3 separate regions of the Gossypium hirsutum genome follow, and regions 1 and 2 are each linked to region 3. A link is a contact called in public Hi-C data. All regions are on one chromosome and are shown on one strand. The core of a region is the stretch at or near the end of the contact, and the rest is flanking DNA. Distances in the headings are between cores, read along the strand shown. Region 1 holds the start of LOC107913117 (oxygen-evolving enhancer protein 1, chloroplastic). Region 2 holds the start of LOC107957431 (calcium uniporter protein 2, mitochondrial). Region 3 has its middle 19 kb from the start of LOC121223938.

What was found. A called contact is a pair of places that touch in the nucleus more often than the background predicts.
Region 1: a contact with region 3 is called in a Hi-C map of leaf, with 4 times the contacts expected there. The contact joins the promoter of LOC107913117 here to the enhancer-like site in region 3. A contact is called at or near these places in 2 of 34 Hi-C or Micro-C datasets (both in leaf).
Region 2: a Hi-C map of leaf shows a contact between it and region 3, with 3 times the contacts expected there. The contact joins the promoter of LOC107957431 here to the enhancer-like site in region 3. A contact is called at or near these places in 2 of 34 Hi-C or Micro-C datasets (both in leaf).

Annotation. Positions count from the first base shown.
Region 1 is chrD11:23,442,140-23,445,676 of Gossypium_hirsutum_v2.1, reverse strand. It overlaps LOC107913117 (oxygen-evolving enhancer protein 1, chloroplastic), which reads left to right and starts at 1,947. Exons shown (of 2, transcript XM_016841578.2): 1 at 1,947-2,526; 2 at 2,733-3,537. The coding sequence starts at 2,287. The coding sequence ends at 3,491. It overlaps TRNAI-AAU (transfer RNA isoleucine (anticodon AAU)), which reads left to right and starts at 1,380; the gene lies at 1,380-1,453. It also overlaps LOC107913120.
Region 2 is chrD11:23,070,620-23,074,424 of Gossypium_hirsutum_v2.1, reverse strand. It overlaps LOC107957431 (calcium uniporter protein 2, mitochondrial), which reads right to left and starts at 1,548. Exons shown (of 2, transcript XM_016892949.2): 1 at 843-1,548; 2 at 1-50. The coding sequence starts at 1,424.
Region 3 is chrD11:23,222,567-23,226,179 of Gossypium_hirsutum_v2.1, reverse strand. No RefSeq gene overlaps it. Among protein-coding and RNA genes, the nearest start is that of LOC121223938, 19 kb to the right of the region's middle. Within about 2 kb of position 1,294, at least 2 of the 9 cell types and tissues checked have an H3K27ac peak or open chromatin away from gene starts, as enhancers often do. A contact at or near this core is called in leaf, where this site is marked.

The sequences.
Region 1 (3,537 bases), core at 698-3,197, 220 kb before region 3:
ATCAGTGCCTCCTGATTTTGGGTCCTAGATTTTGATAATGCCTAACTAGTAGTTATCGGGGTCTGCCGTTGAATCTTACCATCTGTAGTAGCAAACTACAGTTTTGGTTGCCTGTATTCATAATTGATATATTCTGCTGTAATATGCTTCTGAAAAACTCTTACCATTTTCGTGCAAAGCTCTCATCTAGTAGTGTATCTAATATGTAATTGCGGTACATCAATGGTTAGATATAATCATTTCCCTACTTTTAAAAGCCTGATTGGAATTTTTGTATTGCCACATGCATTTATCCTTTTATGTTGCTATTGGTGAATCTTAAACAGTGCCAACCTTTTTTAATGCATTGACATATCTATCAACAATTATTATTATTATTATTATTATGAAAACAGGGGCGGAAAGGATAGTTGCGAGTGAATAGGACGACAGGAATATAACTAGGCAAAGCGATACAAACAAGAAGATAAGCAGGCAAAGTTTCTATTTTACTATTTAGCTAATTATGCAACAATGTGTTCGATTACATCAAAGCAAAGGTTTCATTATAAAGACTGAAAAAGGAGAAGGATAAAGAGATGTGAAGCAACATCAAATATCAGTACAAGATTTAAAAATCTTGCCAGCGAAGAAATTCCTAAAGAATGTGTTACAGGGTGGATTGCAGGCAATGTGGAAAGTACACTTGGGGTGGTTGTGGGAAACATCTATCCACCCTCTATGCCAGCATAGATGTGGGAAAACACTGCATGTGCCGATCATGGCCTGGCGTTGTCATCCCATCCACAACTAATGCGACAAACAACAACAATAATCAGCAACCTGCAACCCCAGTTTCAGGTTATAGTTTTTCTTTGACTTTTTGGTGTATGAGGTTACTTGTCATAGTTTTAGTTGCTCTTTGAGGTCGTCTAATCTTTACTTCAATACCCAACTACAACATATTGGGAAAATGGGTATTTTTATTTGTTGACATTTAAACCTGTTGTTTCGAAAAAGCGAAAGGAAAGATGATGATCATGATAAGCGAGCTAGGGACAAAAAAGCCAAGCTTGATGTTTTTGGTTGAATATGAATATGAAACAACTTTAAAGTTTTGTTTTGCAGGTAACCAGCAATCTTCATAAATGCTGTGGATGCATGCCAGATGTCAGAGGGTGCTGCCTTAAGAGAAATGATAGGGCTAATATATGAATAAATTAAGCAGAGGAATAAAGAAAGGGGTTGGTTATTTTAGACTGGTTTTCCCACAAACAATGTCAATTCTCGTTGATAATCGTCAATGACGAATCTGTCTTTCCACGTGTATGAATTATTGAACTGTTATACGAAATCCTGTAGCCTCTTGATTTATATAATAAAATCTCATTTGCCATCAAGGCCTATTAGCTCAGCTGGTTAGAGCGTCGTGCTAATAACGCGAATTTCACAGGTTCGAGACCTGGATGGGCCATTATCATTATTTTATGATTTTACTTCTCTTCTAGTTTGGGTTGGGCTTGCTACTTTGGACACTTTTTACATCCTAGTCGGAACCCAAACACGACAGAAGCTGATGAAATTTATTTGGTCCCTGTACTTGTGTAGGATTTAAAATTTTGTCCCTATACTTAAAATGTAAAAAAAATCAATCATTCTAATTTTTCAATTTAAAAATCCTAGTTCAATTATTATCTTTGTTGGTAGTTTCTATCAAAATTTGTCGACTTAATATATTTATTTTCTATCAATCATATGAGAAAAACCTAATTAGAATTTCAAGTTAACAAAATTTGACAAAAAAATACTTACGAAAAATTAAAATATTTTGACAGAAAGTACTTGTGATTTTGATGATTGCACTGAAATTTTTAAGAAAAAAAAGTAAGATTTAATTTTTAAAATTTTTTAAGTACAAAGACTAAATCTCAAATTGTATCAAAATATAGGGAGTAACAGCATATGTTAACCAAATGATTTCCAACTCAAAGTACTCTCTGAGCATGATGGCCCCAGTGGAGGAAGGGCAACCACCGGAATTTGTATGGCAGAACTAACTTTAAGAAAATCTGTAGTCCCTCACATCATCCACTCTGACTAACACCCATTTTTATCCCATTTCACAAAATCTCCACGTGTCATACCCTGAAACCAAACACATTACCTTCATCCACCAATGGGAACTTCCCATATCCTATCCCCTTATCTTTACTCTCACCATTGCCACCAACATAATTGGCCCCTAAATTTCCCCTACGCTCTCACTAAAACAACTCTCTCTTCTTTGTTTTCCAATAGTTCGTAACAATGTCGGTCTCACTTCAAGCTGCAGCTACCCTGATGCAACCAATCAAGGTTGCTGCACCATCAAGGACCAATGTGCTGCTCAGGTCCTCCCAGAGCGTTTCTAAGGCCTTCGGTTTGGAGCCTGTTGGTGCTAGGCTCACCTGCTCTTTGCAAACTGACCTCAAGGACTTGGCTCAGACGTGTGTTGATGCTACCAAGCTCGCTGGTTTCGCTCTTGCTACATCTGCTCTTGTTGTCTCGGTATTTACTTCTCGCCTCTCACTTGCTTCAAATTTCTGTATTTATTTTTATGTAGCTTAGGTAGGATTCTTAATGAGCTTGCATGGTGTTGTAACTTTATCATTTGGATTTTTTATTTGAACCAAGTATCGTTGATTGCATACATAAGGATCATATATGATCCGTGATCTGAACAAATATGTTACAATGACTGGTTTGTTTTGAAGGGAGCAAGCGCTGAAGGAGTTCCAAAGCGGCTAACCTACGATGAAATCCAAAGCAAGACATACATGGAAGTCAAAGGAACAGGAACTGCTAACCAGTGCCCAACCATCGATGGTGGTGTCGACTCTTTTGCCTTCAAGCCTGGCAAATACTACGCCAAGAAGTTCTGCTTGGAGCCCACTTCCTTCACTGTCAAGGCTGAGGGTGTTAACAAGAATGCCCCTCCTGAGTTCCAAAACACCAAGCTCATGACCCGTTTAACCTACACCCTTGACGAAATCGAGGGCCCTTTCGAGGTATCCACCGATGGCACCGTCAAATTCGAGGAGAAAGATGGGATTGATTATGCTGCCGTCACAGTTCAGCTTCCTGGTGGTGAGCGTGTGCCTTTCCTGTTCACCATCAAGCAATTGGTTGCATCAGGCAAACCTGATAGCTTTGGAGGAGACTTCCTTGTACCATCCTACCGTGGCTCATCTTTCTTGGACCCAAAGGGGAGGGGTGGCTCAACCGGGTACGATAATGCAGTGGCCTTGCCTGCTGGAGGAAGAGGGGATGAGGAAGAGCTAGCCAAGGAGAACAACAAGAGTGCTGCATCTTCATCAGGGAAAATCACCTTGAGCGTCACAAAGAGCAAGCCGGAGACCGGTGAAGTTATCGGTGTGTTCGAGAGCCTTCAGCCATCTGACACTGACTTGGGTGCCAAGACTCCAAAGGATGTCAAGATCACTGGTGTCTGGTATGCTCAGCTTGATTCATAAACAAGTCTTGTATGAATTTGTTTATTCTCGGCTGAGGTTTTGTAAT
Region 2 (3,805 bases), core at 299-2,798, 150 kb after region 3:
TTCGGGTTTGATCTAGATAAAGGAATTAGACCACCAAGTGCTTTTGCTACCTGTAGTCACAAAGTGGAAATCTCTGTTGGCTCAACTTGAAAGAAACAAAAATTGACTCATTCTTACCAATAATTATGACTATGAAGGATGATGAAAGCAAGTAAACAATAAAAAGTGACTAATGCTTATGTCAGGTCAAGTTGAAGCCCATCCTTATCATATGAGGCCATTCCAGCCCCTATTCCTCCACCAACCATTTTCCTTGTTCGGCAACGCCACCTTTCGGCTCAATAGTTTCGTACATCTCCTCAAATCTAAACATCCAAACACATCTTCCCCAATTCGTTGCCAATTAAAACATAACTCCCATCATCACCCCTCACCCTCCACAGACTCAAAAGTTGGAGAATATGCATGCAAAACAAAATGTAGAAACATCCAAGGGCTTTATTTATAAAAGCCTAGGAGATGAACTGTGAAAAAAAGTTGTGATATTTGTGGTCACACTGTAGAAACATCCAAGGGATTTATTTATAAAAAATTTGGGTCCTCCAGTTCAATTCTCAGAAACCATCTCAAATGTGAGACGTTTCTAGAGACCTGTCGTAAAAAAAAAATTCCTGTTGAAATTAGCAGAAAAAGAAACCCAGAAATTCAGTTTTCGGTAGCTTCTAATGCTAATAAGTGAATTCCTGAATTCGGGACCTACTTTTCATCACCATCACGTTAAGCATGTAATTTTAATGTATACATATATGCTATCGTCTGTAAGCCAAAACATAAATAAGATCTTATCTGCTTTCAATATAAATTTTCAAGAGATAATAAATAGAGAAAAAAAATTTATCTACCTGTTCCGATCGTAAAACGACGATGTTTCCTAAAACGATGACGGTTCCTGATTCATCTAGCAATTTCGCGAACTGCAATCCTTGTTCATGACCCGAACAACTTTCTCCGCAAATCCGAAGAAAGTCGGAATAAGAAATCCAGATTTTCCCTGTCTCTCTCAGCTTCGTTTTCACCACCTCCAACTGCGCCACCTTTAACAACTTCTTCGCTTCCTGAACCGACAGTGCAGGCAGCTCCGAAACCGCCGATTTCGCCTCCAAGTGCGAGCTCAACCCGTCTAACCGGATGCGATCCCTGGACACATCGATTTCCCTTAATCTCTCCATTAAATTCTCCCCCATCGGTAACTTCCTCATCGGCGGTGAAGCCATAGATCCTTTATGAAGAAACCGCCTGAACATGCCATTGCCGTTACTCTTAGCATCTCCTGGATCCACCGTCATACCGGTTGCTGCTTTCCCCGTTTTTCTTGCGATCCGCTTCTGAACCGTCGGTGAGGAAATCCGGCAGTTAGTAACAGCTTGCGAAGAAATTTTCGAAATATTAAAAAGTTTCTCTGCCAAGGTTTTCCTAAACGCCATTGCTAGAAATTAAAGAAGCTAACTAATTATCAAAAAGTTGTTTTTTTTTTCTTTTTTCTGGGGTGGGGGGGGATAGAGTTTAGAAGATTTGAAAGCTTTGCTCGCTTGGTGTTGGCACAATCAATGAAGGTTTTGGCCCGTTTTATAGGGTCCAACAATGGAGGGAAGATAAACAGAAAAATAGAAATTTACAAAAAAAAAATGAAAATAACGCGAGAATTTGAGAGATTTGAAAACATACTTCGCACTTTAGATTACTCCCTGCCTTACATTTTCGAAACATGCTTATAGAATCATCTCGTTAGGGGCGATTCTTTTCAATTTATCGGAACGAGAAATTGGAGAACCGATTTCACGAGAGGAAATATCGAAGAGCATGAGCTAATCACACTACACGTGGAGGGTTGAGCTTGAACTACAAATGACCTTTTGAACCGTCAGATCATATGAAAATTTATCATTCGCGCCTTTCCTGATGTTGACTTTCATTTTGTAATTCATAAATACTGATTTGTTGAACACGTGTAGCATTATTAGCGGAAGAAATCTAGAAGGTGAGAGTAAATAGAAGGGTTTGGATTACATGGGAAAATTTCTGTGTGTTTGACGGCAGCGAAGACAGAAGTGGAAAGCAAATCAAGTTTCCTTTTTGGTGTTGGGTGGATGACTATAAACGTTCACACAAACGTGTCGCCACATATATTTTGGTATTTATGTAATAAACAAAATCTTTAAAGTTGTTTGCGTTCACGATAAATCCTCAACATTTTATTTTTATTTTTCTTTGGGTGACAAAATTTTCGTCAAGGAGTTGATTTAACGATTGCCACCTGGTGACCGTAAGATAAAAAAAAAAACACAGTATCACAGTCAAACCATTTCACGAGTTAATTAATAAGATTTCATGGTTAAAACTAATTTGAAATAATCGTTTTTATTTCACTTTTTAATCCCTTAATTATTGAACATTTTAACATAATTATAGCTCACGACTAATTCTAACTCAAATCCTCCCAAGCATTTGTAATCCGACCATATTCTTTTGGTTTGATTGTGGATTCCATATTAACTTAGTCCTTTTAATAACGATTAATGCTAACGATAATAATTTAGATGTACAAAATAATATTATTTGAAACTAAAATAGTAATGAACGTGAAAAGGTAAAATGCAGGTAACTATTGAGACTATGACCAAATTATTTTCATTATCCATCAAATGATGAATATATGTTATTTATTTAAGGATATAGGAAGGTGATGTGGTGCTTAGATTTTCCTTTTTGTTGTTGTTCAAATGTTGGGGTTTAGATTAGATAATAGATTATTGGCATAACCAAATTTGATTCTAGATTGGCCAAGTTTTTGAATTCAACACTTATTTTAAAAGATAACATAAAATAAAAAAGAATTTAATCCCATGATTAATGTTTTCATCTAAAAAATACATATTTTCTGCATAATTTAAGATAATATATTAAAACTTTATTTTATATTAATATTAACCTATCAACTTAACCAGATAACTCCTAAATAAGTAGTTGGATCACAATGTTTCAACAATATTTTAAGCAAATCCAACCCATTATAAAAATTATTTTAGGGCACATTCATGAATTAATAAAGTTTTGGTTGAAATTACAGTTTTGGGGATTTTGATATTTTATTTCTAAGATTGTTATTCTGCACGCTGTGAAATTTTTTAACTTTTTATGGGTATAATATTAAAAAATAACACTTGATTGACACATAAAAATCAAATTATATAATAAATACACATTTAAGATTATTTAAATAATTTAATTGTTAAACAAAAAAATAAAATTATCTAGGCACTTGCCAGCCCTTAAAATGGGACAATATATTTATATATTTATAAAATTATAAATTAATACAATTATGAAATTACATTTTAACTCTTATAAAAATTGAAGTAAAAATAATAATAGATTAATAAATAAAAAAGTGTAGATGGTAATTAGAATTAAAATTCATTATCCATTTCTTAACTGCTAACTAAAATATGAAGATTGAAAGAAAGGTATAAATGTCTTCTCGTAATGAATATATAAATGAGTTGGGCTCTTCAGTTGAAATGTGTGAAGAAAAAGATTAATTACCTACAAAATATTACTAATATTAAATCTAATTATTTCTTCACCTTATTTACGGAATGGAGTGGGAAGAGTATGATTTCCCTCTATCACACATTCAATGCCTCTGCCCTCCACTATTTAGGTCCCAAGATCCTTTAAATTTGAGGTAAAATAAAATTACTCTTGAAAACCTATTAAAGTTTTAAAGTTTTAACAAACCGTGTTTTTTTATTTTTTGAAAAAAAAATAATTATGTAAATAAGTTTGGATATATTTTTGGTGATCC
Region 3 (3,613 bases), core at 45-2,544:
TAAAAAGATTAAAACACGCGTCATATAATTTACTTTACAAATAAAAATTTAGATTTCATTAAAATGTTTGATAATGTAGTTTTTTTTTTTCACTCAAATGCTTCATTATGTAGTCTAAATTGGTATGGCTAATACTCCCAGGTCCCAAGCCAATAAGCCCCCGGGGGTACTGTTCTCCTTGAATTAGATATAATTTTGTTCAGAGAGATTTAACTGATCCTAAGCTGTAGGACCTCTTGGGCTTATCTTAGTGAACATGGTTTGAGAGTGATTATATAGTGATCACCTCACCTAGTTGATTTTGAGTAGATGACCGTTGTTCAGGTGCTTCATTAGACCTTAATATCGCCACACGATGGCCAAAGTGACTTCGCCATTTATAGAATTCAACATGGTCCCAGATAAAGCAGAAAACAAAGAAAAAAAAATCTTGGAGATTATACAGAATCAAACTATACTACTTAAATTGTAGGAAATCTACAGTTTTCTTAACTTTTTTTTCCCTCTTTGGTGGATGTGGATAGAACTCTGAACACTTATTATGAATGTATAATTTCATAAACCGCTTGTTTCCAGATTCACCATTCAAACTACATCAACTTTAACCACGCAAACCAGCAACATTTTGAAGCAGGCTTTGACAGAGGATGAACCAGGGAATTTGGGTTTAGATTTTTTAACCTCTTCTGATCCCACTGTTTGCTTATTATTCCAATGATGAATCCGGCTGTACTTAATCTGCTTCTCCTTCCACCACTTGTTTGCTACAATTCCTTTCTCTTTCTTCTTATTGGTGGTCATCGTCAAGGGATAACTTCTTAAGTACTTTTGCCTCATCAGATACCTTTCATTGCTGCATATTCTGCGTAGTTTGGTAGGGTTTTGTAAGTGGCTACAGCTATCTAAACACCCTAAGCTACTCTCCATTTCTGTATTTTGTTTATGATGCTATTATCCTGCGGTAAGCATAAAGCTGTTCTTGATGTTTCTTTTGAAAGGGATTTGGATGTTATATAATTTGCATTTGGTAATCTTAACATAGGTAATGGGGCGTTAAGGACTCTGAAATTAAGGTTTCGCACTTATAAATATGGAGGAAACTGTTTACCTGGCCGGGTCTTGATAGGAAATATGAATAAATAAATGACGAAATAAATAGGTTTGATTTCGTTTTGTTTTTTTTTTTTTTTGTAAATTTAAACGTCGGGGGTTTCTCTCAATTATACAGAAATAAATGGTTATTAATGACTTTTCATTAGGCTATAATAACTTCACTGATGAAAAAAAATGGATACACGAAGGTTATGGCCAAGGGCCCATGGCTTAAAAGCGACAAAACAACACGAGTGGGTAGAGTTGACCTGGACTGCAGCCCAAAATTTTTTTTACAAAAAGTCAATCTAGGCTTATTTTTGGACCCGCGAAATTATGTATGTGAACTTTTTTAAATCGGATTAGTGATTGAATCGACCAAATGAATGATTCAATGGTTCGATCGATTTGATTAAAGATTTATTAAAAATTAAAAAGAAATTAAAATTTTTAAAAATACTTGGTTCTTAGCTAGTTCAACCACTGATTCAAACAGTTTTTAGTCGATTCAATCGGTTCGTAGTCTAATAGATTTAAAGTCACTCTCCAGACTGATACTCCGATCGATTCGCAATTCAATTCAATTCAAACAACATTGTTGTAAACTAGTTTTAATGTTAACTAATAATAATATCTTTTCATTTTTATATTTTTTATATTTTTATAATTCAAATCAAGTTGGGCTAGCTGCATGGCCATGAATAAATGTAGTTAAAACTAGTAAGACATTGACTTAACAGACTAAGGAGAATTTTAAAATTTTAAGTTTGAGTTTTATCATGTGTAAACATTATATTTGAGTTCTCAGTTTAGATTTTCTTTAGTACAATGATAATTCGAATTCAAGTTATTCTTATGATAAATGAATACCCAACCAATAAACTACAAATTTAGGTCCTTCTCAATTTAGATTTTATTCTTAAGTATCACTATGTGTGGGCCTTGTTGGGATATTATTTCAATTATTAATTTAACCGTGTTTTGTGTTAGCTAATTTTGACAATAGATATTTAGATATGTATTTTGCACTTCCAATTATGATTATACTTATTGTGACACCCCTAATTTGACCCTAGTCGAAAAGTGGTTTCGGGACCACAAAATCGAGTCATAAAAATAATTAGCCATCATATTTTATGACTATTATATGTGAATACGAATGTGTGAAAGTTTTAAGCTTTGATTTAGTAAATTGCATGTGAATTTAGTCAATAGGACTTATGTGTGACACTTTTGAAATGTGATAGGTCAAAACATAAGGATCTATTAGTGCATGAAATAAAAAGGGTGGACTTGCATGTCAATTTCCCCCCTAATTAGTAGTGGCCGGCCATGAGCATGAGAGTGGACAAAATGTTATGGGGTGAAACATGTTGGAAACATGTTGTGTTAGTGTGTTATGGGAGAAAGAATATAATAAAAGTTAATGAAATAAATGAAAAAACATGTTTGAGGTGAAAATAACAAGGCCATTTTCTTCTTCTTCTTGCCGTGAGTTGAGAAAGAAAATAGAAACCTTTGAGCTTAGGGCATTCGGCAAAAGAAGGCTTCAAATAAGGTAAGGTTCATGTTATTTTCTTTGAAAAGTTGTGAATTTTGGTTGGTTTTGAAGCTTGCAACAAGACCCATGTGAAAATTTTTGTGTTCATGAAGCATGTAGCAATCGGTCATGAGCTTAATGGGGTATATTTTGTATGTTTGATGATTTTGGGAGGATAATTGATTCTAGTTGAGTATGAACAAACTAAATGTGCTTGATGGCTCAAATGAGCTTGGAAAGTTGGCCAATGTTGTTTAAATTCATGAATTAGGGCATAATTTCATTCGGCCATGGAAATTGAGCATGGAAAAAAAATCTGGTGTGGGATATATGAAGCTGAAAATTTAGTTTGAAGTGTGGTAATTGTGTTAAAGATGAACATTAAACCTTAAAGCATGATTTAGTTTAACCAAGGGAGAACTTGTATATTTGTAGGAGGGCATGTTTGAACGTGTATTGATAATTGATTTTGAAGGTTCGGCTTTATGCCTTGATAGTTGGTTTGAAGTATATGATGCCTTGGTATAAATATATGTGCATTCGGTTACCTTCATAACATGCATTTAAAGTGTCCTTTGGATGCAATTGCTTATGCACTTGAGGGGATATGAGTTAATTTTCTTTATGGCAAATTTGGATAAGAAGCTAACTAATAATATGCTAAGGTAGTCATGTGGATAATCGGCTTTGTGAATATTATTAAAGGTGTAATTAGTTATATGCATAGGTCATCGGAAAAATTGACCACATAACTAGTATATGTATATAAGGCGACATGGTGATACCTAGGTAAATGTATTTGGGATGGTTTTTATGAAATACCGAATGTGTGCAGATGTATCGAGGTGTTGCCTTATGTATGAGTTTCATTGAGAAGATTTACCTTGTTGTTTTTAATGATATAACAAGGTGATTAAAATAGTTTAAATTTTGTTAATTAAGCTCAAGAGCATAGAGGGGCAATTTTGGATAAAGAGAAAG